Regions from separate parts of the Mus musculus genome. Here regions 2, 3, 4, 5, 6 and 7 are each linked to region 1. A link is a contact called in public HiCAR-type, Micro-C and promoter capture Hi-C data. All regions are on one chromosome and are shown on one strand. The core of a region is the stretch at or near the end of the contact, and the rest is flanking DNA. Distances in the headings are between cores, read along the strand shown. Region 1 holds the start of Slc23a2 (solute carrier family 23 (nucleobase transporters), member 2). Region 2 holds the start of 1700037H04Rik (RIKEN cDNA 1700037H04 gene). Region 3 holds the start of Cdc25b (cell division cycle 25B). Region 4 holds the start of Mavs (mitochondrial antiviral signaling protein). Region 5 holds the start of Rnf24 (ring finger protein 24). Region 6 holds the start of Crls1 (cardiolipin synthase 1). Region 7 holds the start of Trmt6 (tRNA methyltransferase 6).

Region 1 (3,725 bases), core at 667-3,166:
CAGCCTAATTGCTTTTTAGTAGAGGTTTTAATCTCAGCATAATGTGCCATACTCAGAAAACTAAGTACCAGGCAAGTATCTGGAGTAAGGGGCAAGGGGTGGAACTTTAAACTGGACCTTAGAAGCTCTCCCTGACTTTGAGGCTGGCCTGGAGCAAGTTTCAGGTCAGCCAGGACAAAAAGAAAAAAAAAAAAAAATGCCACTCAAACACCCACTTTCTTTCCTCCCTTTTTTTTTTTTTTTTTTTAAGGTGGTGGTGGTCAAGACAAGGCTTCTCTGTGTAGCCCTGGCTGCCCCGAAACTCACTCTGTAGAGCAGGCTGGCCTTGAACTCAGAAATCCTGCCTGTGACTCCTGAGTGCTGGGATTAAGGATTCGTGCCACCACCGCCGGGCAAACACCTACTTTCTTACAGAAATTACTTCCCACAAGAATAAAACAGTGGTGGGAGTCGGGGTGATGGAAATACTCTGGTATAAAAAGAAAGAATCAGTTAACAGTTGAGCAAAAGACATTGTCTAGAGAACAGATACCTCATGCCTCGCTGATGTCTGCCTGAGGATGCTCAGGGCCTCCTTTTAACTAACTACCAGGTGTGTCATGAGTGCTAACACGGTGGACAGCCTCAACTGCCCAAAGCTATTAACTTTTGGATGAGCTAAGCATAGAGAGTAGTTCTAAAGTGACCCTGATAAGGTCAACTATAACCCAGCAGAGAATCCTGAACTTCTAAGAGGTGAAGAAGGCCTCTCACAAACTTCACCAGAGTCAAACACCTTAAAGGAGCAGGCCAGCAAAGTCACACAAGATGAAAGGGCAGATGAGAGAAACGGAGCAGGTGAGGCCTCAGCCCAATAGCACTCAAACAAAAAACAGAAAAATTTCAGCCACCTAGCCTAGCCTTCAGAAAGGAGAAAACTGCCTAAGGGAAGTCACATGGCCAGTTAATGACAGCTCAAACCAGGCTGTCTCAGGACTCAGATACCAGATCCTCACATCCCTGGCCGCCTTAGTTCAGAGGACCCAAGCGTCAGAAGGGATAGCATCTTCGCCATCATCCGGTCTCCCAGCACCGCAAAAAGCAGACTAACAGCTACTACAAATGCCCCAACCCCAAGTAGCCTTCAAAAAGCTAACTTTCTTCCCTGTGCACTTGCCCTCACCCCTTGCGCTGAAAATCAGGAGTTTCCCATCAGACCCGCTTAAAGCCCCTCATCCGGAATGAAGGCCGAGTTCCCATAGGCTACACATCTAATGGGACATCTCCGGCCAAACGATGAAGACAATTCTTCACCTTCAAGTTATCACACTCCAATGTCAATTTCTCGGTCAAGAGCGCAGGCAACAAGGCGACCCCGGACCCCTGCGGGGCAGGCCAGCGTGAAAGGTCGCAAGGTTGGTGCAGCGGCATCTAAAATTACTCCGTGTCGCCTTCCGCAAAGAGGGAAGGAAGCCAGACTGGAAACAGCACCGCCATCCCCCGCCCCTCGGGCTGACCCTGAATCCCCGGGCGCGGGGATGCGGGGCGCACCACCTGGGGAGGGGCGCGCAGCAAGCCACGCAGCACGGCGAGCCCACGGTGGCTGTCCCGGGGGCACCCGGCGGGGCGGCAGTGAGCGCCGGGGACGCACGGCCTGACACTGCAGCCGGGGCCGCCGGGCCGCGCGAGCCGGCGTGGGGGCGCAGGCCGCGCCGCGGGTGGGTGACAGCGCGCGGGGGCCGCGCGGGCCGGCCTCGTGGGCTCGGCGAGCAACCGGGGCTGCCGGCAGGTGCTGCCGCGGACCCGGCGTGGGGCGTGGGGCGCGGCGGCCCGGCTCTCACCTGCCTGCAGCTCGCTGGGCTCGCGTCCCGCCGATCGCACCGCTCGCGCCGCAGTGCCTGCCGCCGCCTTGGGTCCCCGCGGCAGCCGCCTGCAAAATGGCGCCGCGGAGGGGCGGGCCGGGGGCGGGAGCCGCGCAGCCGCCCGCCCCGCGCGCCGGCCCCTCCCCGCCCGACCCCCGGCTCCGCCCGCGCGCCCCGGGGCGCCGAGCCGCAGACCCTTCCCCACACACCTGCTCCGGGGGGGCCGCCTAGGATGCTCGACGCTCGCAGGCTCTCCCCTTCAGAGCCTCCTTTCTACCCTGCAGGACCCCAAGCCCTGCAGTAGCTGTGGGGTGACAGCGAGAGGGGTGCAGTGTACCCGGCTCAGTGGGTAACCCGCTTTAAAGCAATTTCGCGGCGTATCCAATTGGGCCGTCAGGCTTCCGAACTCGCTGGGGAAAGAGAGCCTCCTTGCTTATGCTGACGCGGGAGAAGACACACCAGGCTTGATTTCTCTGGGGCGTGTGTTCTGATAGAGCGGGTTTGGGGGCAACCTGCTATTCTGTATTTCTCAAGTGTACCCCCCAAGGAATGCCTGCTGGATGGGCACTTAGGCTGTGAGTCAAAAGGCCGCGTGTCAATAAACACATAGCACTTAGGCCGGGCAGTCTTGCCCAGGGGGGCATCATTAAAACTGGGTACCACCCCCAGCGGTGCTGAAACTGAAGTGTGGCTTCGAAATTTGCATTTCCAGGAAGTTTCTAGGTGATGCTGCAGGCGGTGGTCTAAGATACTAACTTGTAACTAAACCACGTTCTTACCTCCACCAAAACAAACAAAACCCTAATAATTAGCTCTCTCTTCTGTCTTCCATCTTGAAACCACTGTCTTGGTTGTTTTTCTAACCCAGTAATTCCTTTCATCCCCAAGCAACTCCGGAGAGCCATAAAGAATGGTCGACCACAGCTGACCTCATCTTTAAAAACAAAAAGCAGATTTTATTCCTGAATTGTTTATGTTTGGCAGTCTTGAGGACTGGTAGCACACTGATCAATAGAGGCATGCCGTAACCAGCAAAGACGGGCATTTTATAAAGTAGGCTAGTGCGGACGAGCTGAGAGAATCAATATATAATTCTCTAAGTCTCACACTAAAATAAAACCAGTGAGGCTTAGTGGTGCACACCTGTAATCCCGGCATTTTGCAGGCAGAGGCAGGAAGACGATGAATTTGAAGTCAGCCTGGGCTACTTAGACTCCTGTCTCAAAAAAAAAAAAAAAAAAAAAAAAAACCCTAAAAAACAGTAAGTTGAATTGTAAAATCCAGCATACCCTGGAAGACCATAGGTTAGTATTTCATCTTCACTGAAGATGAAGAAAAGAGATGATTCTGTAACCAGCACCAGAGAAGCACACAACTCTTTCTATGCCAGAGTTTCCAGCCACCCTTAAAAACATAATGTGTGTGTTCTGCTCCACAATATGGAACCTTTTGGAATAGAAGGCCTGTTCCAAGATCAAGAACCCCTGATCTTTTCAGTTCATCTCTTTTCTTCATTTCCCCCCATATATATTGTCTCCCACTCCCTAACTCCCCCTTTATAGTTTTACCTCCAATCCTAAAGCACTACCTCACTCCGGGTTTCCCCCCTCCCTCCCTGGTTTCCTGCATCTCTTCCTCCCCCACCCTCCGCACTCAACAAGCACTATAAAGCACCATCAGTCTCCCGCTTTCTCAGACGTCATCTGTGACCTTCTAAGTGCCAAATCCTTTTGCCTGTTTACAGATCTTTTTTTTTTTTTTTTCCTTCCTTGGCTTAGTAACATTCCATTGACTAACCCCCTCCTGGAGATGTTTTTATGTGATAAAGCCACTCAGCCTTCCTGACTGTCCCACTCTTTTCCACCCAGGTTGGTGATGGAAGGA
Region 2 (3,725 bases), core at 817-3,316, 990 kb before region 1:
TCTGGGAAGACTATGGAGGAGGCTGCTGTGGTGCCTTTTCTACTTTAGGCCCCTCATCTGGCAAAGAAGATGATGCCCCTGCCCTTAGATGGCTGTCGACAAATCAGGAGTGAGAGGAGAGAAAACTGGGTATGGCAGCAGGCAGACTTGGTTAGTAGAAGCCGGAGGATCAGAGTTCAAGTCATCCTTGGCTACAGAGTGATTGTAAGGACAGTCTGGGCCACCTGAGACAATATCTCCAAATAATTAGTAAGTAAAAAACAAATATACATAAGTCAGGTGAGATCCTGGACAGCTTCAGGCGGGGGCACACTGAGGGCTTCTTGGTATTTCAGATGCTCTTAGGGAAATTGGAGTGACTAAAATGTGGGCGGGGAAAGCTCTGAAGCTACCTTCCCAAAGAGCTAGCATGTGGGTAAACAGGTGGTGGTTATGGAAAAATCCAGGGTCTTCGGTGTCATAAGGCCTTTTTCATTGTCCAGTCCAGGCTGCCCTGTTCTAGCACTCAAGCTCCAAGCTAAGAGGCAAAGGTGATCTACCCATGGCAAAACGGAACTCTTGCATTGTGACACTCTCTCTCCCTTCTGATTACCTACCTCTTCCCAGAGGCAGCCTTTAAGCCCCAAGGTATCACAGAGCCAATTTCAGCTTGCGTTGTGCTGTGTGGCTGGGAGCACAGCCCCAAACCTTTTACCGTCTCCTCTCTGAATCATTCTTCAACCACCATTCCCAACCCCATAAAAGCCCTTTCTATGTCAGAGCAGTAAACAACCTTCAATTCTTCCTACCACCTCCCCTACACCCATCCAGGGACCCAGTCACAGCTCAATCATCAGCCCAGCAGAAGCACTTATCCAACCTCCCCTTAAAGCTCAAAGAACACCCACTGAAGTCTCAGACAGGGAGTGCTACATGGAGGTCGCATGTGGAAGCAATCTTTCATCTCCTCAGCCTTGACCTATCTTTGGAGCCCCCTTCCCCAAAGCCAGGGATGCAAGGACGGTAATAGGTGTTTACTCTCACAAACAGTGGAGGGAAGGGTTGACCTGTGAAAAGGGTGTTAGTCCCTCCTGTCTACCAACCTGTGTGGTTCTCCTCTGCCTAGCATTCACTTCCCACATCCCCCTCTGACATCAAAGGAGGCTGCTTGGATTCATCTGGCCTCTAGATTGACTCTTTCACCCAAGAAGCAGAGACACGGGTGAAAGCTGCTCCTACCCCCCACCCACCCACCCACCACCCACCCAGCCCACCCCACCCCACCCCAGTGCAAAGCAATGCCCTACCTTCACATCCCACCACCAAGATTAAAGAGGAAAGACTCAAGCTGTCCAACCGAGCCCTGTTCACTAACAGGAGCACTGGTCCAGAACCTAAATCCAACCATTTCTGTGAGACACTGGAGAGGCTCTGGCTCTGGCCCTCTGGCCTTTCCTACCGCCATCCCTGTGGGTGTGGCACGCCCCACCTCAGTGTTATTGTTTTCTCAGGGGACAAGAGCAGCAGAACGGGCCTCAGACGTACCCACACCAAGAGCAAGGCCGCGGATCTGTCCATCTGAGATAATGCCCTGCGCTCTCTGAGCTCGCCAGGCTGACGCAGGAGTCTCTGGAGCCGACACTCCCAACATCAACATCCTCCTCATGATCGTGCCCGGGCACCGGAGGCTCAGAGGCTACTCTTCCAAGGTCACATAGAGCCACGAGGACCAGGTAGGAACGGGACGTCAGCCACATTTACGCCCCCACCCTCAGGTGTCACTTGTACCCTGCCCGCTAACCGTCATTTGTACCCAGGACCCCACATCCCCCACCCCATCCCGCTTCTACAGAGTTCCTCAGGCTAGAAAGCAAAGCCTCCAGCTCCAGCACAGCTGAGGATCTCAGACCCAGGAGCCGTCTCTGGTGAACTAGACGGAGCCCGGAGGGCCCATCTCACCTTGCAGGCGAGCCCCGCGGCCAGGCGGTCAGAAACGACCGCGGAGGCGGCGGTAGCAGCAGCAGAACGGGCTGGAGAGCGCGAGGAAGAGCCCCGCGCCGCATCAGCCTCGCGCCACGCCCTCTCCTCCTTCATTGGCTTGAGGGGCGTTGAGGGGCGGGGCTAGGGCACTTCAGACCAATGAGCTGTCTCTGAGATCCACCAATTAACGACGAGATTCCACATCACGTGTGCGCGGAGGCTGAGCCCCACGAGTCGACGTCACCCCAGCGGCACGAGCTTGGGTGATGAAGCGGGATGGGAGCTATGTTGGAACCGCTGCTGGAAACCGACCAGAGCGACCTTCCCCATGAGGTTTCCGATCCGCGGCAGTTTTGTCTAGGAGTTAAGCAGTCACCTTTCCTACTGGACTGAGTCTGGATTTCGGTCTTCCTTTCCCACCCATTCCCTATTCCAAATAAGCATTAGAACAAAGAAGGCACGCGGCGTAGGAAGGGGGGAAGGGAGCGTACGCGGGCGCCCCCGGGGACAGGAGCTTCTGCTCCTGGTCTCCAAGGAGGCGGTCGCCATGGCAGCGGGATGCGTCTCGACCCACCCGACAGGGTGTGGGCGTCTTCGTAGAGCACTTACTAAGGCTTGTGGATTTTTGCCACAGGCCCACCTGTCCGTGTGCGACTATCTCTATCCTTATATACACTGATTAGGACAAGAGGTTTAAAGTGCCGAAAGAGCAGTCAGAACACACAGGTTCCCGATCCTTCCAACTTAACTAGCGGAGACAGGCCTTGGACCGCTGAGAGCTTGCTTGTTTTTCCGATAGAATGTGGTCGCTGCCTGTAAGAGTCCTCAAGGTCCGACTCTTCCGTGTCCTTATGGCTGTTAACCTGACTCGGATCTTGTGTTCGCACGCTGGTAACAAATAGTCTTTCTGTGCTATTGTTTTCATAGCGTTACTTCAGAGGGCCCAGTGCTTCCCTGCTGTCTTCAGCAGGGCTTCTCAAACTTTTTATCGTTGTTTTGGATGGTACGTGCGCTCCCTACTGTTGAGAAAATTCTGTCCTCCAGAGCGGACATTGAGAACTTTTCATTCTAATCCCAGCCTACTCAACCCCTACTCCCACCTTTCCAGAAGCCCCGTGGTGTGTTCCATATCTGTTCTTTTCCAAGTCAGCAGACAGTGCCTCCAAAGTATCCTGAAGGCCACCACGCCAGGCAAAAGCAGCCTGCAGATGTATAGCCCCCGGAGACTTTTATAAATACTTTTCTTCCCATCTTCTTGCCCCTCATCCTACTTCTTCACAAAGGATTCTCATTTCCAGTCTTCTTTTGAAATATCAGATCTAACAACACATTCTCACATTTACATTCAAAACAAGAACCAAGGGCTTTGGGGGTAGCGGTCCCTGCCTTTCTGGAACGTCAGTTTACCATAGTCCCCTCTGATTCCTATTTCTCGCGTTTATTTTACTGCCTAGGTGTGTGTTGATTTTCAGTTTCAGGATTCCTGTTTCCCTTTTGCTGCTTTTCACTTGAAACCCATCTCTTGGTGAGCTCTATCGAAAGCAGAATAATCGCTAACAGTTTACTGTCTGAGGCAATTTTCTAATTGTCAACTCCTTTTAACATACTTTCTGAATATGTACGATAGGTAAGTTAATGTGCTAACAGACTCCCAAAGCAAGACACCCCTAGCTTACTGTGAGACCACCACACAAAAAGAACTGTGGTTTCTTGATCTTGCCAATACTCCTCATGTTCCTAGACTAAGCATCTTGGGTACCTGGGAA
Region 3 (3,725 bases), core at 841-3,340, 960 kb before region 1:
CTGCCACCATGTTTCCTTTGGCTAAATATGAATCGTCTTCAGGAGATGATACAAGAAATTTCTCACAATACTGTTTCTGAAGACTTAGTGGTGGGGCTGGCTGCCTTTCATGTCATATGATGTCATCCTTTGTCAGAGTTTTTGGTGGCTCAAAAACTTAACATGCCACAGCTAAGAAAAAAAAAAAAAGATGTGTGTTAGGGAACCAGTAGAGGAAACAAAGTTTCTAAAAAGGCCCTGGAGAGATGGCTCTGAGGTTAATAATACTACCTGCTCTAGTAGAGGACCCAGGTTTGACTCCCAGCACATTCATGGCAGCTCAGGACCATCTGTTCAGGGGATCTGATGGCCTCTTCTGTCCTGCACAGGCACCAAGCAGGCAAATGGTGTACAGACAGGTAAAGCACCTATACACATAAAACTCTGCAGGTTGCAGCGTAAGATTTTAACATGCCAGTAGTGGCACTTCATACCCGTAATCCCAACACTCAGGAATCAAAAACAGCCCGATCACCATAAATTTGAAGCCAGCTTACTCTATATACAGAGCCAGAAGCCAGCTGGGTCTGCATAATATAACACTCCTCTCCCTAATCTCAAAAAGAGCAAATCTTTTAACTGATCTCTAGGGATTAGTTTTTGTTGTTATTATTTTGTTGTTATTACCCTCAAAAACCAACACAGCATGGCCCCTCCTCACCTAGAAGGGTGTGTGTGCTGGGATGCAGGTTGAGGGGAAAACAGCTATGTTGGTTTTGAAAATACAATCCTCAGAGCGATTTTATTCCAGGTCTTTGGAATGGAAGACCTTGTGGGGTCACATTTCTCTCCCTGTGCTGGCACTAAGGGCTGTAGGTCTGGACCTTGTCCTTTGACAGGAATAAGAAATGGGTCCCCAATAGCAGTATATAAGTTCCTAACATAGCACAGGAACTGGGCAAAATGTTGAAAGAAAAGAGCGGTCATGGCTCCTACTTTGGTCACTGCACTCAGGTGTGGCTAGTGTCGTCCTCCTTCACACACAGCTGAACCTCTTAGACCCCATCCCTACCCTTCATTACCCTTTTGCCATCCCTACCTGGTGGTGGTTAAAACAGTGAAGGCTGCTCTCAGCTCCTACATCCTGTACTGCACCCCACAACCCGTCCCAGAAGCCACACCTTCACTGCAGAATTTGAAAAAGTTCTCAACTGCCCACTAGGTCCTTCCCAGCTCATTCCAGGAAAACAGACTCAGCTGCAAGGTGATTAGGTCATTAGAAAACGCTCATTGTAAACTAATAGCAAATTCAGCCTCTTTCACCTTCAAAGAAACACTAAATATGGTGCTATTAACCCCAAATTAGCCAAGTGGGTGTGAGATTTTTTTCCCCCTAGTTGGGTTCTCTGGTGGCATGTCCCAACTGTGTGTTGCAGAAATCATTGCCTAAATCTAAGCGTCTAATTCTCAGGAGAATAGGCTCAGTGGGGTCACATCTAAACTCTGGTGCCCCAGAACCCAGCAGTTCCACTGTGCCTCGCAAAGGGCTGCCAGCAAACGACTGCAGCTGCTCTGTGAGGTCCAGGGGCGATGACAGGAGGCTGCACCATCAGCGGAGTCCCTGAGGGAGCTTCTATGTCTCTGCCACTCAACCGAACCTGTGACCTTAAACGAGTTAAAGAGCTTTTCAACGCTGGGGTCTGTGAACTGGACAGGGAACGCAGTGCTCACAGCATACTTGGCAAACGTCCTGGGCTCAAGCAGAGCGTCGCACCGTCCCTTACTGATGAACGTGCATGATGGTAAACGTTGAGGGCTCCTTATGAGGCCACCTTAGGGGATGACTACTCCCTCTGAGGGTAGAGGGCTGCTCCCACCTCCAAACCCTGTTCCAGGAGGCAATATCCTGGAGGCCCAGGATTCTCGCGTCAATGGGAGCGGGCGGGGCCGGGGCGGTACGTGTGGGGCAGGGGGTTAACCCAACTCCCCGAGTCACCCTAAGAAGCCAGGCGAGCAGAAGTAGCTGGTCCAGCCTCAGCCTCAGCCCCGCCCTTGGTCCCGCCCTCCCGGAACCGGCGCCCCCATTGGTGGCGTCTGGCGGCGCTGCCGCTGTTATTTTTCGAATATATAAGGAGGTGGAGGTGGCAGCTGCCCAGCTCGGCGTCCTCCCCTCCCTTCCTCCCCACATCCCTCTCCTCACTCCCAGGCCCATTGCTCTTCCTCCCTCCCTTCCCTCCCTCCTTCCCCTCACCCCAGGCTCACTCTCGGAGCTGAGCCAGCTGGGTCGGCGTCTGCTGGCCGCTGTACTGTGGCCCTCTAGCTAGCCTTTGCCCGCCCCGCCACGATGGAGGTACCCCTGCAGAAGTCTGCGCCGGGTTCAGCTCTCAGTCCTGCCCGCGTGCTGGGTGGCATTCAGCGGCCGCGCCACCTCTCGGTCTTTGAGTTTGAGTCTGATGGCTTCCTGGGGTCTCCGGAGCCTACAGCTTCCTCCTCTCCGGTTACCACTCTTACACAGACCATGCACAACCTCGCTGGGCTCGGCAGGTAGGATGCCCCAAGGGAGCTGGGTGTGGTAGTGGAATGGGAGGCCCGGATCAGGAGAGACTAGGCACCAGAGCTTAGAAGTGCAGAACTCCAACCCCTTTAGCCTTGTTTCAGTGACATGGGACGAGTGTGCTCTATGCGACTTACACCCTCGATATGAACGTCTAAGGATCATTTACCTCACTGCTCCTTCATTGTGCCTCCTGCACACTATCCTTAGGCAGAGGACCATGAGGTTGGCATAGAAGTGGGTCTTAAAAGGTTGTGCCCTGCTCTTTGAAAGCACCCAGTATCTGCCTAAGGCTTAAACTGACAAAAGACTGACCACCTCCTTAACCGTGCCTGTGGGGTCCCAGGTGGGTGGTCCAGCTGCACTAGAAAGCCAGGTCTTGCTTAGCTGTTGCCTCCAGGAAAACGCTGGATAGGTGAGGATGTGACAAGCAGGAGAATGGTCTACAGAGCTTCTGGACTGTCTCCTGCCCATCCTCCTCGCTCTTCCAGACCCTTAGAAGGGTCTTTCCTGAACCAGTCAAACCAGAGAAGACGCTCCTGGGCCTCAGTGGAATGAAAATCTTTGACCTGAGATACAGGCTAGTCCTAGGATCACCTCTCCGTGATAATGGGCCTGTCATAGTTAGGGAATACATGGGAGCATGGACCCATCAGCTTCCAAATCCAACATCCATTTCTTTTTCTCCTCCTCTGTGCCTCTTCTCCTTTCCTAGTGAGCCTCCAAAAGCTCAAGTAGGAAGCCTGTCGTTCCAGAACAGGCTGGCAGACCTATCCCTGTCCAGGCGCACCTCTGAGTGCTCCCTGTCATCTGAGTCCTCAGAATCTTCGGATGCAGGTAAGGTCCAGGGCCCCTAGTAGGGGTCCCACACACCACCACCACCACCACCACCACCACCACCACCACCAGAAGAGATCCGAGAACTTCCTGGACCTTCTAAATTCTCTGCCCATTAGATCACCGTCCTTTCCACAGCCTGATGGACCCAGAGTCTTTTCCCACCTTGCCTTCAAAACTATGAAGAAAACAAACCTCTTGTGGGTCTTACCACACCCAATCTAAACTGGGAGCCTGAGGAAGGATGGCTCTTGGTAGGAGATGGTATCTTACCTATTTGAAACCTAGCGGTGAAGCCACTAAACTACAGCTCCACCCAGAAGGCACTCAGTACCAAAAGTCGGTCCTTGTGAAA
Region 4 (3,725 bases), core at 766-3,265, 910 kb before region 1:
AACCCCTCCCTCAGTCTCTGCTTGCTCCGGCCCAAAGATTTCTTTATTATTATATGTAAGTACACTGTAGCTGACTTCAGATTCACCAGAAGAGGGTGTCAGATCTCATTACGGGTGTTTGTGAGCCACCATGTGGTTGCTGGGATTTGAACTCAGGATTTTCGGAAGAGCAGTCAGCGCTCTTACCCTCTGAGCCATCTCACCAGTCCTCCTTGTCTAGATTTTTAAAAGAGGTGTTGATAGACGATTGGGAACCATGCAGGCCAGGAAGCTGGATTGTTACAATGACCTTCGTGGTTCAGCAAGGACAAGGCTATCTATAACTGCATTTAGACGCTGGTCCTCACAGGCCTGGTGCTCTTTTTGCAAGAATTAAATAAGAGGCCCTTGTTGCTTTCAACAAGACTAAGTCACTAAACCTCACTTCAGAGTTGTTTTTTACATTTTCAAATTTGTTTTGTAGGGACAGGCAGTTGTGGACATCAGAAAACAGCTCTGGGGAGTTCTTCTACCATGTCTGTCCCAGGCAATGAATCTTATGTGTGATTTGCATATGCTGAAGGTTGTGAACAGCTACCAAGAACAGTGTGGTTTGAATGAAAAAGGCCCCTATTGGCTCATAGGGAGTGGCATTATTAGGAGATGAGGCTTTATTGGAGTGGGTGTGGCCTTGTTGAAGAAATTCAGAAGCTCCACCTAGGCTCAGTGACTTGCTCTTCCTTCTTGCTGCCTGAGGATGCAGAGGCAGAACTCTCCGCCCCTCTACAGCACCATGTCTGCCTGCTATGGTGCCTACTTCACCTTGCTTCCTGCCATGACCACATTGAACTAAACCTCTGTACTGTAAGCAAATGCCAATTAAATTTTCTAAGAGTTGCCATGCTCATGATGTCTCTTCATAGCAACGGGAACCCTAACTAAAACAAACAGTAATAAAATCTAATTTCATTCAAAGAGTTCCAGCATGGTGGCAGCTCTAACCTCAGTGCTCCCTTAGGCTTGTCTTTAAAACTGTATTAGATAGGAGATTATAGCATTAAGTATGTCATTGATGCATTTTTCAGCTTTTTTCCTGTTTTATATTTATGATGGGAGGGGTGATAAATGCCAATGCTTTTTGGAGTTAGTTCTCTTTCCATTATGCAGATTACAGTGGTCAGACTCAGATCTCTGGCTTGGCAAAAAGTGCCCTTACCTGCTGAGCCATCTCACCAGCCCCAGTTGATATATTTTTACATGTGCTCCAGCTGCGTACTCTCCACCTACATCGAGTTATAAGACATTTCTACCATCTAGCCGTGCTGAGGTAACTGATTTCTTTTTAACTATGTTCGTTTTTTACTTCTGGTTGAAAGAATTGACTGGAAGCGAAAAGCTTTCGTTCCTTTGTCTCTGTAAGCCAGTGGAGGTCAGAGGAGTCGGGTTACCCTGGTGTTGGAGCTATAAGCGGTTGTAGCTTGGTGCATATCCCCAGATAGATGCAGTCTTTTGCTGCATCCTGTTCCTACCAGCCCAGCTGGTGTCATCTGGCTAGGCACTCATGTCCCTATGACATTTTGTGCGACACTACGTTTATGGAGCACTGGAGACATAGGAGCAGATCACATGAAGACCCTCTCTCCTCCAGTACTTGGCTAGAAGATCTGCTTTGCCTGAGGAATGGAACGGAATCTAAGAACTGCAGTTTTCTGGGTATCTGGACTTCCCCTGAAAAGTGTTCTAGACTAAGCAGGAAGAAACAATCTCCCTAATGCACCTGCAGGAAATCAGAAGAGACCTCAAGCAAGGCCTGCGGGGCACCAGCCGCTAGACCAGCCGCTCCGGAACATCAGGACTCATCCACTGGCCCTGCGACCGGCCTAGCTCAGCTCCGCCCAGGCATCCCCAGCCCAGCCAACAGCCGTACTTCCAACTCTATCACAGTCTGGCTCTGCCAGGCCAATGACTGCGCTTCCGATCCCGCCCCTCCTCCCCACGCCTGACCAATAGCTGCGTGGCTGGCTTCGTCCCGCCCCCTTCATCTGCGAGGGCTCTGCACAGTCGAACGCGGTCAACCTGTTGCCTAGTCTGGTTTCTCTTGGTAAGTTTGCAGCCTGGGCGTCGGTGCTCAGGACTCTGTGTTCACTGAGATCCTTCAGGGAGGGAACCTTGGCTAGGGCCAGTTACGCCTGGGAGTCCGCATGGGCGCCCTGGGCCTGGGCGCGTGGGGTCGGAGAGGCTCCTGAACTAGGGGAGAATGAGGTCGGCCACACACGGATTCGCGACCCCGGCAGTTCCTTGATCCGCATCCAGCACCTTTAGCAAGCAGGTAGGTGGTGCCGAGAGTTTGCCCAGGCTGGACAGAAAGAACCTCGGAGTGCCCCCTGCTTCTCCCAGGCCCTGGTGACTCGAGCGAGGCCTGGCTACGAGCAACGACCTGTGGCAGCCGCGCCAGGGAGTAGGCCTGCCAGTCCGGGCTACGGCCTGATCCTGGATCTGGGCAGTTGCAGGCAATAACATCTGTTCAAAACAGCCTCCCTGCACTTGGAGACCTGAGTCCCGACAGGAATCTAGTCCGAGGCCAGGAGACTTGTCCCTCGGGAGTGTGGATATTTATTTCCACGACCCGGACAGAAGCTCTGTGGAAGTCAGGTCGGAAGCTTTGCTGTGTCCAGGACACTCTTGCCACCTCCCTTTCTGTTATAAGAAAGGGTCTGATATAAGAAAGAAGTTTGAGGAAAAGGATGAAATCAAAAGAAAGCAGAAAACAATGTTCTTTGGATACCGGGAAGCTTCAAAAACTTGAAGGGCATTCAGCCTCGATCTCAGAACTCAGGTGAATGTCAGTAAGGGCAGCATTGATGCCAGTTGTGTCTGAGAGACTTTTATGTCTTCAAAGAGCCTAAATGCTGCATCTTCTCACCCTATAGTCACATCCCCAGGCAGTGACCTTGGTGTAAAGAGGGGCTTTGTGGTTTTCCTGCTGCAGGGACCTCTATGCTGTTAGGTCATGGCAACAAGTCTGGGTACAAATTCCACACTGCAGGTCAGCCGTGTAGCTTGGTATCACTTCCTCTCTTGTGATTGTGTTAAAGGACATAAGTAAAAGGACCTCAGGCTGCCTCTGTTAACAGAGAACCTTCGAGAAATGAATAACTGTGAGCTTCCTCTGCTTTTGGTGGGGCTCCATGCCACTCCCCGCCCCCAGGCTGCATTCAGAGTTGTGGTTGGACTGCAGAAAACCAATAATTTGACTCCCTCATCGTCACATCTTTCTAGGTGACCTGGGAAAGGGGGAGGAAGGGTTTCATCAGGCTGGCCTCTACAGAGGCCTCATTTTTCATCCCCTGAAGGCTCAACAGACCTCAATCTTATCTCCTTGATCTCCCAGCCTTCCATCCTTAGCTCTTTGTAGGAATGTAGCATTTGGTAGTTAGCAGTGGCAGAGGTCACTAGGCAGAACTGGCACCCCGCCTCCCACGTGGCAGGGGCCTGCACCTGCAACAGCCGTGGGTACTCCCTGCACTGTCTCTCAGAGGCCTCAGACTCCATGATGGGCACTTGGTTCCCTCTTCTATCCCTTCCTTCTTCTCTCCTGAACAATACTCTTGGAAACCAACAGCTTGTTAAACTTGTCAAAACGGAGCTCTGAAGGGCCATCTTTCCATGGCTTCTTACTGCCTTCCCTAGAGTTGAGTAAATGGCACCTTCCTTGCCCCACTTCCCAAGAAGCCATGTTTGATTGC
Region 5 (3,725 bases), core at 515-3,014, 790 kb before region 1:
AACTGCATTTTTTTTACCTCCACTATTTTGAATCAAAAGATCATAACAAAAATATTTCAAAAATGTGCTTTTTCACTCTACAAAATTAGAAGGGTAAAAAAGAAACAAAAATATCATTATCCAACTAGAGTAATAACTATCTTCTAAAATTCAAATAATCTTGCTTAAAACAAGATAACAAGGAAAAGTTTGTTGTTTATTGAGACAAGGTCTCATTCTGTGTTATGGCCTGGAAATTACTATGTAAATCAGACTGGCCTTGAAACCACAGAGATCCTACTGCCTCTTCCTCCCAAGTCCAGAGAAGGCATTTTCGGCCACACCTGCCTATCTTAAATACCTCTTTTTAACTGTCTAAGTGAACACACCCTATCAAGTTAAAGCCTATGGAACCCAGCAGCGCTTCCTAGCCTCTTTGGGGACGGAGAAGGGGGGAACCAGGAGCAGGGGCGAGGGGGAATGAAGACAAACAATGGAGGAAAAAAGGGGTGCTTTCTGATAAGTCATGTAAGATGATCTGTTCAGCTAGGCTGCACAACCAAACACACAAAAATTCAGATCAAAGCTAGGGTGCATACCACGGTAATATTTAGGTAATATCCTTTGCCAAAGCATTAAGGGGTGCGGGGCGGGGGCGGGGAGGGCGACGACCGGACTGACAAGAAGGTGGAAAGAACCTGCTAGACCACCTCTTATTAGAGCAGAAAGGCAAGAAACATAATCTGTCTGTATGGAAGAGTGGGGAAAGCAGTGCCCTAGATATATTGGGAGTATTCCTATAGATAGGTACACAAGCACAAAGACCTATTATCATGAACTAAGCCCAGAAAACAATGTTCAGGATGCCGGCGTACCGCCGCTACGTAAATAGATCACCATTAATCGTAAAAGAAAGTGTTCTAAATATACAGAGACATAAGAATGCAGACTCACACTTTCAATGAACAGACCCACTGGTTTTACAATGAGAAACAACGAAACACCAAAAGACCTGTTATCTGAAATAACACCAGAGACGAAGGGGTAAAGATGAAGTTATCTTTACACCTCTTTTCCTTCTGCCCTTTACGACGATCTCAGACGGTCTCATTTCACAGGACACACACCACTAAGGTCTCCGGAAACAAAGCAGGGTCACTAATTCTCTGGCCTGTGGGTGCACGCACGCCCCCCACCCACAAATGATGAGGCCGCCATATGACTTTCATTAATAAATAAGCCAACCAGAGAGGTCTCAGTGTGCCTTGCACGGTGTGACAACCAGGCACGAGACAAGCACCACAAAAGAAGGAGTGGCTCGGGACCAGAAAACCACTGCCACACCGCACCCCCCGAGACCAGCGTCGGTCCCCACCACCGACGCAGAGGCAGCGGCTCCTCCATCCTCCGCCCATCCCGCCTCCCCCGCCCGGGCCCAGCCCGAGGTGACCTCCGGGTGACAGCCCGCGCCGCCCTTTGTGCCTGTATGTGGGGACTAACCCACGGACCCCGGTCTCGGAGGGGGTGCGAGGCCGGCGCGCTGCCCTCAGCATCCCAGAGCCGGACCTGCGGAGCCTGCGCTTCAGCCTCAGCCGCGCGGCGCTCAGGCCCAGCCCTCCCCTCACTCACCCGGGCGACGGGCAGCGGGCGTGCGGGCGGCGGCGCCCGGAGTCAGCTTCTTGCGGTGAACTGCTAGAGCCGCGTCCGTGAGTCCGAGCCGCTGAGCTGGCGGTAGCGACTGCTTAGCTGCGGCCCCGGCGAGGGGCGGGCCCGGCGGGGGAGGGGCGGCGCCGCGCCTCTCATTCATGCCGCGGGGGCGGGGTGTGGGACCCGGATGCCCGGGCAAGTCCCGCCTCCTCACTGAGGGCGCGCGGCTTCATTGTCGGCAAGTGCGCAGGCGCGGCGTCCCTTCCGCTGGGCTACTGGCTGCTCTAGAGGATTGATTCGTGATGCCCAGCTATAAGGTTCATATCTTCTCCGCTGTGTAGTGTTTTCCGTGTATGTGGACGTTCGTAAGAGTTAAAAAAGTAAAGCTTCGCTTCTCGTAGCATCCGGCCCAAGAGTCCTCAAAGGTGAGGTACCCCTAGTTAGATCTTCCACCTGCTGCGCCTGTACAGACAGTGGAAGGAAATATATTTAAGAAACAGTGTGTCCTTTATTTAATTACATCTACTCATTACTCTCGACCCCCAGCTCCTATTCTACACTACAGACAAACTGACTCAGGATTTGGGAGCACTGAGCCCTTGCCTAAATTCTAGCAGGTCAGCGAAAGCATGCAGGAGTTCTCATAGCTACCACTGCTAAAACGGATTAGCAGAGGGTGTGGGTACCGCACCTCAGGCCTCCCTCCCTTAACTTCCCATTTCCCTGGGAGGTATTTCCCCCCCCCCCCCCGCCCCCAATCCTTCTATAAACCATAACTAGTTTGTGACTTTAAATTCATCATGGAAAATGCCCACCAGCCCATTCCTCCAGCTTTAGTAAACCATACATTTCCTAGGAAAGGGGAAGTAAGAAGGACTCAGAATGTTTAATCACAGACCCTCGACCCAACTTCCTCTCTCTCCAAATCAGGCCAACACCTGTGAGCTATTTCCCTTCTCTCCTCCCCACCTCTCCCCTGCCCTCCTCTTCCCTCCTCTCCCCCTCCTTCCCCCGCCCCCCTTCTACCTCTGCTCTCAGGATCCCTGCTGTGTTGTTGCCAGCTTAAAAGTCCTACCTAATTCTGTCACCTTGGCACATAGGCTAAGGCAGATCAGTACCGACATTAGGGTACAAAGCTTTCATATTCTTGGTCTCTTGTTCAAGGAATTGAAATAAAAGCTCTCACCGATGTGTAAAAGTAGCAAGAAAATTTAGTTGAAGCAAAGCAAGGGGGGGGGGGGGAGCAGCAAAGCAAAATAAAAAAAAAAAGAAAGAAAGAAATATTCAGGACACACTACAACGGAGCTGCAGGCCACGTGAGTGAAGATACTCAAGGGCTTGGATTACTATCTCAGGCTTTCTTTTACTGCATTCAAGAGAAGTGTCGCACAAACTAGAGTTGTCCGGGGAGAGGTTACCCCAGTTGAAGAATTACCTCCTTCAGGCTGGACTGAAGGCACCTCTGTGGGGCATATGCTTGATTAATGATTGATGTGGGAGGACCCACCCCTTGTAAGCATATCACCTGCCACCGACTGTAAACCTATACACACCAGGAATCTCCTTTGGAAAATATGTCAGTGGTTGTACTGGCTAGAGCTTTATGTCATATCCACACAGCTAGTGCTATCTGGGAAGAGAAGCCTCAATCGAGAAGATGCTTCCATTAGATTGCTTGTAGGTGAGTCTGCAGAACATTTTCTAGATTACTGGTTGACATGAGAGGGCATGAACCACTGTGGGTGGTATCACACCTGGCCAGGTGGTCCTGGTTGCTATGAGCAAGCCATAGGGCGCAAGCCAGTAAGCAGCACCCTTCCATGGCCTCTGCACCAACTCTTTCTTTCTAATCCCTCCTTTGAGTTCTTTTCTGACTCCCCTCAATGATGGCCTATTTATTACCTGTAAATGTAAGCCAAATAAACCCTTTCCTGCCCAAGTTGTTCTGGTCATGGTGTTTTATCACAGCACTAGGGGAGCAAACTGAAACAATGGTCTTGCTGGGAACAGGATTAGAGCTACTACACTGATCTGTCAGTCGAGACCTGCCCACTGGTGCAATAGCAATGACCATTGTGGTTTAGCTGAATACTTTCTGA
Region 6 (3,725 bases), core at 677-3,176, 700 kb after region 1:
GTCTACAGAGTGAGTTCCAGGACAGCCAGGGCTACACAGAGAAACCTTGTCTTGGAAAACCAAAAACCAAAAACCAAAACCAAAAAAAAAAAAAAAAAAAAAAAAAAGAAATTAGTTACTTAACTTCCAGGAAACCAGGAGATGAATAACTAAAAAAACCAAAATACCCAAAAACTGAGTTGGGGAGATGGCTCAGTTGGTTAAGTCTGAGTAAGATCCTCATGTAAAAAGCCAAGGATGCTTCATTTGTAACCCTAACGCTGGGTGGAGGGAGGAGAGGCAGTTTCCTGAAGCTCCCTGGCCAGCCTGAACTGATGAAGCCATTCAGCATCAGCCTCTGCCCCCACACCTACACACATACAAAAAGCAGTGTGCGCTGAGTAACCAAAATAAAGCAAATCCTAGTATTTTACAACGAATATTTAACTGATAGTAAATGCAAAATGAAAATGAAATGAGGGATAATATGCCATAGAATACCATAGAAATATTAAACCCTGACTTGAAGGAACCAAGTGGTAGCTGATATAAATATGATCAAAGTCAGCTGGTTAGATTAGCTGCAAGCAGCTCCATCAGTTGACCCATCCATCCCAAAATGGGCCGATCAGACCACTGTATACAAGGGGATGACTAAGGCTAAGACTATATACAAGGGGATGTAACTCTAATTATGAACAGAAACTGACTTTGTTTTTGTTTTCGAGACAGATTTTCTCTGTGTAGCCCTTGCTGACCTGGAATTTACAGATATCTATCAGCCTCTGCCTCCCAAGTGCTGGGATTAAAGGCATGCACCACGGCCACCTGGATTTATCTTTTTACTTCTTTTTCTCTTTGTTTCATACCACTGCTTAGATTTTTCTTCTCTTTTCCTCTTCTTTCCTTTTCTTCATTTTTCTTTCTTCCTTTTTTAATTAAAAAGAAAAGTCTAGGCCTCTCGCAAAAACCAAAACAAAATAAAGATGATCTTGATAAAAAGCTCCTTAAGACTACAATCCTTAGCCGGGCGTGGTGGTGCACGCCTTTAATCCCAGCATTCGGGAGGCAGAGGCAGGCGGATTTCTGAGTTCGAGGCCAGCCTGGTCTACAGAGTGAGTTCCAGGACAGCCAGAGCTACACAAAGAAACCCTGTCTTGGAAAAAAAAAAAAAAAAGACTACAATCGTCAAATGTGATGTGGGCTTTACGAACAACTTCCAGGTGAGTGTGTGCCATCACAGACTGGGCTGAAGAACAGTGGAAAGACTGCAAGACATCACCACGTGGTGACCTTTCACTGGTTTGGTTCTTGCCCGACCTGGATTCAAGGCCCTGGGTTCAAGCTCAAATCTATAACAAAATGGTAGGTTAGGTAAGGTTATAACAGTGAACTGATTTGTTTCTAATTCAGACTTAGAATAAGCAGGTTTCTCCTGTCCACGGGCTTCTGTACCTGTAAAAGTAAAGGCAAATACAGAAGGCATGTTAGAGTTGTTGAGAGGATAAATAATGACACTATAACGCATACAGTAAGCACTTCCCAAGTAAACAATTAGTGATTGCTATTATTGACATTTCCCTTTGCTCTATTCATATGCATTTAGTGCTAAGGAAGCAGAGTAGGTACTTAACTACTTTGATGCCAACACTAATGCTTTACATCTCCAGTGATAATACAGAGCCATGCACACCAGCGGGCCACTTGGCATCAGGCAGGCCTGATATAAGTGGCTTCCTGTGGCCACGTGGCACTCGCTCTTGGTCTTCCCTACCTGTCATTCTTCTTAGCCTGCAGGCACTAGCGGCTCTACTCACTAGTCAGGTCTTCCTAACCTGCGGGCCTTAGCTGTTCGTGCTCGCCGCTGCCGCGCGGGGGCGCCGGTGAGCAGAGCGGCTGGGTGTCGTGAAAACGTCGTGAAAGCTGACTCCCTTGGCGGTTCAGGCCACCTGTATAAGCGGAAAGTGCCAGAGTGTAGAAATTAGTATGGAGCTGTCCATACGGCCTCGGCACCGCTCGACTTCTCTAGAGAAGCTGGCAGCCGGTGCCAGGGGCGTCTGAGTTCTCGACTCTTGGACTCCGTGGAGGCCACACGGCCATGTTGGCTTGGCGCGTGGCGCGCGGCGCGTGGGGCCCTCTTCGCGTGGCCCTCCGGCCTCCGGGGGCGCGGCTCGGCAGGGGCGGCTCCCGCAGGGCCCTGCTGCCGCCCGCGGCCTGCTGCCTCGGCTGCCTGGCTGAGCGCTGGCGGCTGCGGCCGGCCGCGTTCGCCTTGCGGCTGCCCGGCGCCGGCCCGCGGACCCACTGCTCGGGCGCGGGGAAGGCAGCCCCGGAGCCCGCCGCCGGAGGAGGAGGTGCCGCCGCGCAGGCCCCCAGCGCCCGATGGGTCCCGGCGAGCGCCGCCAGCTCGGTACGTGCGAGGGAGGGTCGGCGGGACGCAGGTGACGGGCTCGGCGCTCTGTCGCGACACTCACCCGGTGTTCTGGGAAGTTACGGGCAGCCAGGGCGTTCGATCTTGGTGAACTTCAGGGGTCCCCCGCCGGGTACAGTCTCTGGCCAAGTTGAAACCCACTGTAATCCCCTTGTGTGCACACCCGTTGCTGGGAGGTGTGTCTACACGTTGCATAGGTAAAAACAACCATCGCTCGTCTAGTTAATCTGTTTTTAATTTTTTGAAGTGAATCTTCAGGGTTAAGTTCGGCGGAACCATAAGAACGGCCCTTCTGTCCGTTTGTGCAGATTACATCATCCTTTGGTCTTTAGCAGTATCACGGAGGATAATTATCTGGCTTAGGTTGTAATGAAAAGATCTTTCAACTTTGTATTATAGAAAGCTTCAGACTATTCTTGACGTAACAGAAGGATTTGTTCACCTTGCCTGGTAAGATAACTTCCCAAGCAGGTGACACCAGAGCATGAGTGTGGCCCAGCTTTTGATGTCATGTTAGCAAGTCCATGCAATTATTACATCTTCAATTGTTAGGTCTTCAGCGGCCACTGTACTGCCCTGCTCTCCTCAGTTACACAGCATGGGCTGAGGTGGCCACACCCCGGCAGGGGTCACAGCTTCAGGCCTAGCTTTAAAACTCTTGGAGATTGAACGCCGCCGGATGCTTTGAAGTTGCCCTCAACCTGGCTGAAGCCCTTCCCAGCACAGTTGGCCGAGTATGCCACAGGTTATCTGGTTGGGTAATTTGAGATTAAGCTTTGTCGACTTTCACAAATGTCCAAATGTAATAACTAGATATTAATGAGCTTTTTGTAGGGTTTTGTTTTTCGAGACAGCTCTTCTCTGTGTAACAGCCCTGGCTGTCCTGGAACTTGATCCGCTGGCCTCGAACTCATGAGATTCACCTGCCGCAGCCTCCCGAGTGCTGAGGTCAAAGGCCTGCACCACCACCATGCCAGCCGGTGAACATTTTTTTGTGGGGCACAGGCTCACTTACTGGCCTGGTAGCCAGCTGTAGTTGTGTTGTGTCTTTACCAAGGGAAGTGAGGAGGCTGGGTGCAGCTTTCTATTTAGTCATGCTCTTTCAGTGTGTTAGACTAACTTTGGAGCTCTTCATTCTCAGCTTTTGCTTGCTTGTTTTAGTTTTGAGATAGGGTTTCTGTGTGTAGTTCTGGCTGTCCTGGAACTTAATCTGTAGACCAGGCTGTCCTCTGAGATCCACCTGCCTCTGCCTCTGCCTCTTGAGTGCCCAAGTTAAAGGCGTGTGCCGCCATAGTCTGATGGCTTTTGCTTTCTAGCA
Region 7 (3,725 bases), core at 685-3,184, 670 kb after region 1:
CAAGATCTCTCTTGTTCACTGTTATATATGTCAGGCAAGCAGTCTCAAACTTCTATAGAGTCTCCTGTGTGTGCCTCCATCCTGCTGTAAGAACGCTGGGATTACAGATATGTACCATAGCACCTCATGCTTATGTGGTTAAGAGCTCTACCCTTTGAGTCATCTCCCCTCATTCATCAAATGCCACTTGAACTACATGTCCTCTGGAGGTGCTCCTGACTCCTAATTCTTACTCTTTGCTGGATTTCCAGTAACTAACATCTATTTTGTACCTCTTATCCTCATCCTTGAATCATGTTGGTGTTAATGAAACACTTTACGCCTCTGCCAGCCTATCTTATGTGCAAAGGTGTGTGTGGTGGGGGCCTGGGGGGCAAGCATCCAAACTGACAGGCCGGAAAGTGTGGGAGGCGATCTGATAAATAATGAAGCTGCCTGTTTCCTGGGAACGATTAAGAGTGGCAGAGAGCCATGATCTCTTTGGTGATAGGGAGTCCGGCTTGGGATGCAGCTGGGTTCAGTGGGTCATTTTCTAAATAAAACAAAAAATTAGGATCGTGGCTTCCTAAGAACAGGGATAGTAAAAAGAGCTTACAGCTGACTCTTTAGGGAGCTGGAGAAATGACCCAGCACTCGAGAGCACTTACTGCTCTTCCACAGGATCTGACTTTGGTTCCCAGCACCCAAGTTGTGTGGTTCCCAATTGGCTGTAACGCCAACTCCAGGAAATACAAAGCATTTGGCCACTGAGCGCACAGGAATTCACATACTCAAGCCCACAAAAACACACACACACACACACACACACACACACACACCTTAAAACAATACTAGGTCGTTTTTTTGTTGGTTTTTTTTTTTTTTTTTGAGACTGGATTTCTCTGTGTAGCCCATCAAACAAACTAATTAACAAAAAGAGTACCTTTTAGAACTAAAGATACAGTATGTCTCCTTGGTAACAAAAAGGATCATCTAACAAAACACATTATAAAAAGGACATTCAAATGGTTGTATCAGAACATGAAGCAAGCTGAGTGTGGTGAAGCAAACCTGTAATCCCACCACTTGGGAGGCAGGAAAGTGTTTGCTTCAGCGGGCCATCAGCAAGCACCAGTATGTATACTGGGCTTAAGCTGGCCATGTACCTTGTAGTAAGTTCTCTTTTCTTACAGTAGACAGATTTTTCCCACTGGGATCCAGAGAATAAGACTGCCTACCTGCAAGCCATACTATGTGTAAGAGATCTTTCTTATCTCCCTTTTCTCTTACTGAGGAAGTTGGATTTATGAAGAAAGTGGGGAGCTGGGAAGAGAGTCAGACATAAGAGATACGAATGTGAAAGGTTGGATAAATTCTGTAAGACTAGTGAGGCTCTTCCCCCGCCCCCCAAGAATCCTCGGGAAAGCACCCTCCTGAGTGGGAGTATCAAGAATGGAATTCTTGGGAAGAGAATTTGGCGCAGAAGGTAGAATAGAAAGTTGGGGAATGAAAGGTAGAGGCGAGTACTGTACCCGTAAGCCAAGGATGCGGCAGGATCCCGGTGGGAAGGCCTCAGTGATAGGAAGACCTGAGTGGTAGCAATAAGGGCTGGGGAGCGGGATTCAAAGAGCCAAGAATGGGGCACAGGAGGGAGTGATTATCCGGGTGGTGGTGCGCGCTGCCCAAGGCCAGCAACCAGACTCACTTTCTCCGCTGGACTTGCACTGCTTTGAACACATCTTCTCGCTTCAGCACCACGAAGTCACCGTCATGGATGCAGTGGTCCCCGAGAGGCGGGGGCGGTGAGCTCGGCTGCTCCGCAGCTGATGCCTCCATGGAAGCCAGGTAAATTTCAACCTCCGTTTTTGCTCCAGCCGCTAGGAGCCCGGCACGACCAGGAGGGACCTGCGTCTCCGCCGGCACCGCCCCCACGTGCTGCACGCCGCTTCCGCTTTCCGGTCCGGACCTCGGGACGGCTTCCGGAAGCCTGGCGACTTCCGTCTCTCTGAACTCTTTGATTGGCTACACTTCATCCCGCCCCCTAGTCGCGTGGCTTCCTTAAGCAGAAGCGCGTCATAGACGCGCCAAAAAAGAACTTCAAGCGAGGTCCGAGTTTGCCTTCTGGGCTTGTGCTCGGCCTTCCCCGCCCTGCGTCTGGCGTTCTGGCGCGCAGTGACGCGGGCACCGGGCGGCTCCGGAGACGGAGTGTCCGCGGAGCCCTGCGTGAGAGTGTATACGGCTTACGGCTCTGTCGCAGGCTCCGGGGCTCCTGAAAGCAGGACGCGAGGAAGACGGGGAGTCAGGGATTGCGTACGACTTTTCTCAGGCTGCTTCCCTATGTAGATGTTGGAATCGCCACCGTTCTCAGTATGTTATCCTGTTGGATCGATGTGGAACGTAGTGTTGCGATGGAATGTCTCATCCTGAGGATCCTGAAGACTTGAGCTTTTATCACAGGGCTATCACAAGCAACCTTGATTATTATTAGTTTGCATACTTGCGAATCTTTTATTTATTAAAACCTCTTAGGGTTAGAACAGGTTCTCCTAATGAATTACAGCACAGCGTATGAATCTATCAATAGTTTGTATCTGTGGGATAGGAATTTTTAAGTGGAGTTACTTTCTTTTGGAACAGTTTTAGGACAGCCTGCCACAGAAAGTAATACAGCGAAGATTGGGCTATGTTATTTCCCTAGTATCGTACTGGTGAGGATTATTTTCAGCCAATACTGCCCAATATTAGTTCCACACAGAAAACCGGTTCAAGTTAACTCCTTGATTTCTCTCTTGGTGGTTTGTTGAAAACTGGTATTGAATAAATGTCTATGGTGTACCTTAATCATGATGGAGATTAAAAGAATTAACTATACAACACATAAGGTTTATACTGCAGCATGGAACTTTGCAAGCCTAAGTGCTGGTCTTAAACACAGTACATTAATCCCCCCCTTACTATGTTAATACATTTTTTAGGAGTGCTCTTGACTTGTGGAAGACATGAGTGGTGCTTATAGAGGCAGAGGTTTTGGACGAGGAAGATTCCAAAGCTGGAAAAGAGGAAGAGGTGGTGGGAACTTCTCAGGAAGGTGGAGAGAAAGAGAAAACAGAGTTGACCTGAATGAAGCTTCAGGAAAGCACGCTTCTGGTACGTGCACGCAGGGATCGATATGTTTTCTCTCGGGAAAGAGACAATTCAAGGGCCGGTAGATGCCAGAGTAGGTAAGGGGGACTGCTGCCAAGTGAGGACCCTCAGGTCCCTGGAACCTACATGGTGGAAGGAGAAAACTGACTCCATAAGCTGCCCTCTGACCTCCACATATGCACTATGGCATGTGTGGGCCTACTAGTGTGCACAGGCAACATAATGTAAAAAGAAAAAAAAAATACAAGGAATGGAAATAATGATAATGCCTATTAATAATAATGCCTAGTAGATAGCAGGATAGTTTAACTCAGACTTCAGGTCTGAAGGTTAATATTTATAATTCTTATTGAAATATCTAATTTGGAGTCTATTAATAGACTCCTGTAAAAGGAGAAACTAGTTGGAGGGAAAACTAGCCAGTGCTTTGGTTTTTACTAACATCGTATTCTACGTTTTCAGCACAAGCCTCACAACCGTTACTTCAACAGTCAACATTGGATCAGTTTATCCCGTATAAGGGCTGGAAGCTTTACTTCTCTGAAGGTGGAGTTTAAGAACCATAAGTTATATATTCATCTTTGGATACTACAATTCATGTT

What was found. Promoter capture Hi-C pulls out the DNA fragments that hold promoters and counts their contacts. Hi-C and Micro-C count contacts between places; a contact is called where the count stands out from the background. HiCAR-type assays count read pairs that join an accessible place to other places.
Region 2: a promoter capture Hi-C map of liver shows a contact between it and region 1, with 2.3 times the contacts expected there. The contact joins the promoter of 1700037H04Rik here to the promoter of Slc23a2 in region 1.
Region 3: a Micro-C map of embryonic stem cells shows a contact between it and region 1, with 4 times the contacts expected there. The contact joins the promoter of Cdc25b here to the promoter of Slc23a2 in region 1. A contact is called at or near these places in 1 of 39 promoter capture datasets (liver), 1 of 484 Hi-C or Micro-C datasets (embryonic stem cells) and 2 of 115 datasets of contacts at active chromatin or transcription factors (embryonic stem cells and pro-B cells).
Region 4: a contact with region 1 is called in a promoter capture Hi-C map of hippocampal neurons, with 3 times the contacts expected there. The contact joins the promoter of Mavs here to the promoter of Slc23a2 in region 1.
Region 5: a contact with region 1 is called in a HiCAR-type map of astrocytes, with 2.5 times the contacts expected there. The contact joins the promoter of Rnf24 here to the promoter of Slc23a2 in region 1.
Region 6: a promoter capture Hi-C map of pre-B cells shows a contact between it and region 1, with 5 times the contacts expected there. The contact joins the promoter of Crls1 here to the promoter of Slc23a2 in region 1. A contact is called at or near these places in 2 of 39 promoter capture datasets (liver and pre-B cells).
Region 7: a contact with region 1 is called in a promoter capture Hi-C map of pre-B cells, with 5 times the contacts expected there. The contact joins the promoter of Trmt6 here to the promoter of Slc23a2 in region 1.

The regions. Positions count from the first base shown.
Region 1 is chr2:132,143,192-132,146,916 of GRCm38.p6, forward strand. It overlaps Slc23a2 (solute carrier family 23 (nucleobase transporters), member 2), which reads right to left and starts at 1,917. Exons shown (of 16, transcript NM_018824.2): 1 at 1,821-1,917. Gm14051 (a long non-coding RNA gene) reads left to right here and starts at 388. Exons shown (of 3, transcript XR_866753.3): 1 at 388-1,394.
Region 2 is chr2:131,158,015-131,161,739 of GRCm38.p6, forward strand. 1700037H04Rik (RIKEN cDNA 1700037H04 gene) reads right to left here and starts at 2,067. Exons shown (of 6, transcript NM_026091.3): 1 at 1,939-2,067. It overlaps Gm14232 (a long non-coding RNA gene), which reads left to right. Exons shown (of 3, transcript XR_003954063.1): 2 at 1,491-1,712.
Region 3 is chr2:131,184,858-131,188,582 of GRCm38.p6, forward strand. It overlaps Cdc25b (cell division cycle 25B), which reads left to right and starts at 2,091. Exons shown (of 16, transcript NM_023117.4): 1 at 2,091-2,523; 2 at 3,249-3,370. The coding sequence starts at 2,324.
Region 4 is chr2:131,232,048-131,235,772 of GRCm38.p6, forward strand. Mavs (mitochondrial antiviral signaling protein) reads left to right here and starts at 2,016. Exons shown (of 7, transcript NM_001206385.1): 1 at 2,016-2,080.
Region 5 is chr2:131,351,128-131,354,852 of GRCm38.p6, forward strand. Rnf24 (ring finger protein 24) reads right to left here and starts at 1,765. Exons shown (of 6, transcript NM_178607.4): 1 at 1,609-1,765. It overlaps Gm30590 (a long non-coding RNA gene), which reads left to right and starts at 1,705. Exons shown (of 2, transcript XR_374984.2): 1 at 1,705-2,051.
Region 6 is chr2:132,844,740-132,848,464 of GRCm38.p6, forward strand. It overlaps Crls1 (cardiolipin synthase 1), which reads left to right and starts at 1,927. Exons shown (of 7, transcript NM_001024385.1): 1 at 1,927-2,386. The coding sequence starts at 2,078.
Region 7 is chr2:132,814,120-132,817,844 of GRCm38.p6, forward strand. It overlaps Trmt6 (tRNA methyltransferase 6), which reads right to left and starts at 1,935. Exons shown (of 11, transcript NM_175113.3): 1 at 1,685-1,935. The coding sequence starts at 1,815. It overlaps Mcm8 (minichromosome maintenance 8 homologous recombination repair factor), which reads left to right and starts at 2,022. Exons shown (of 19, transcript NM_001291054.1): 1 at 2,022-2,346; 2 at 2,955-3,126; 3 at 3,586-3,669. The coding sequence starts at 2,979.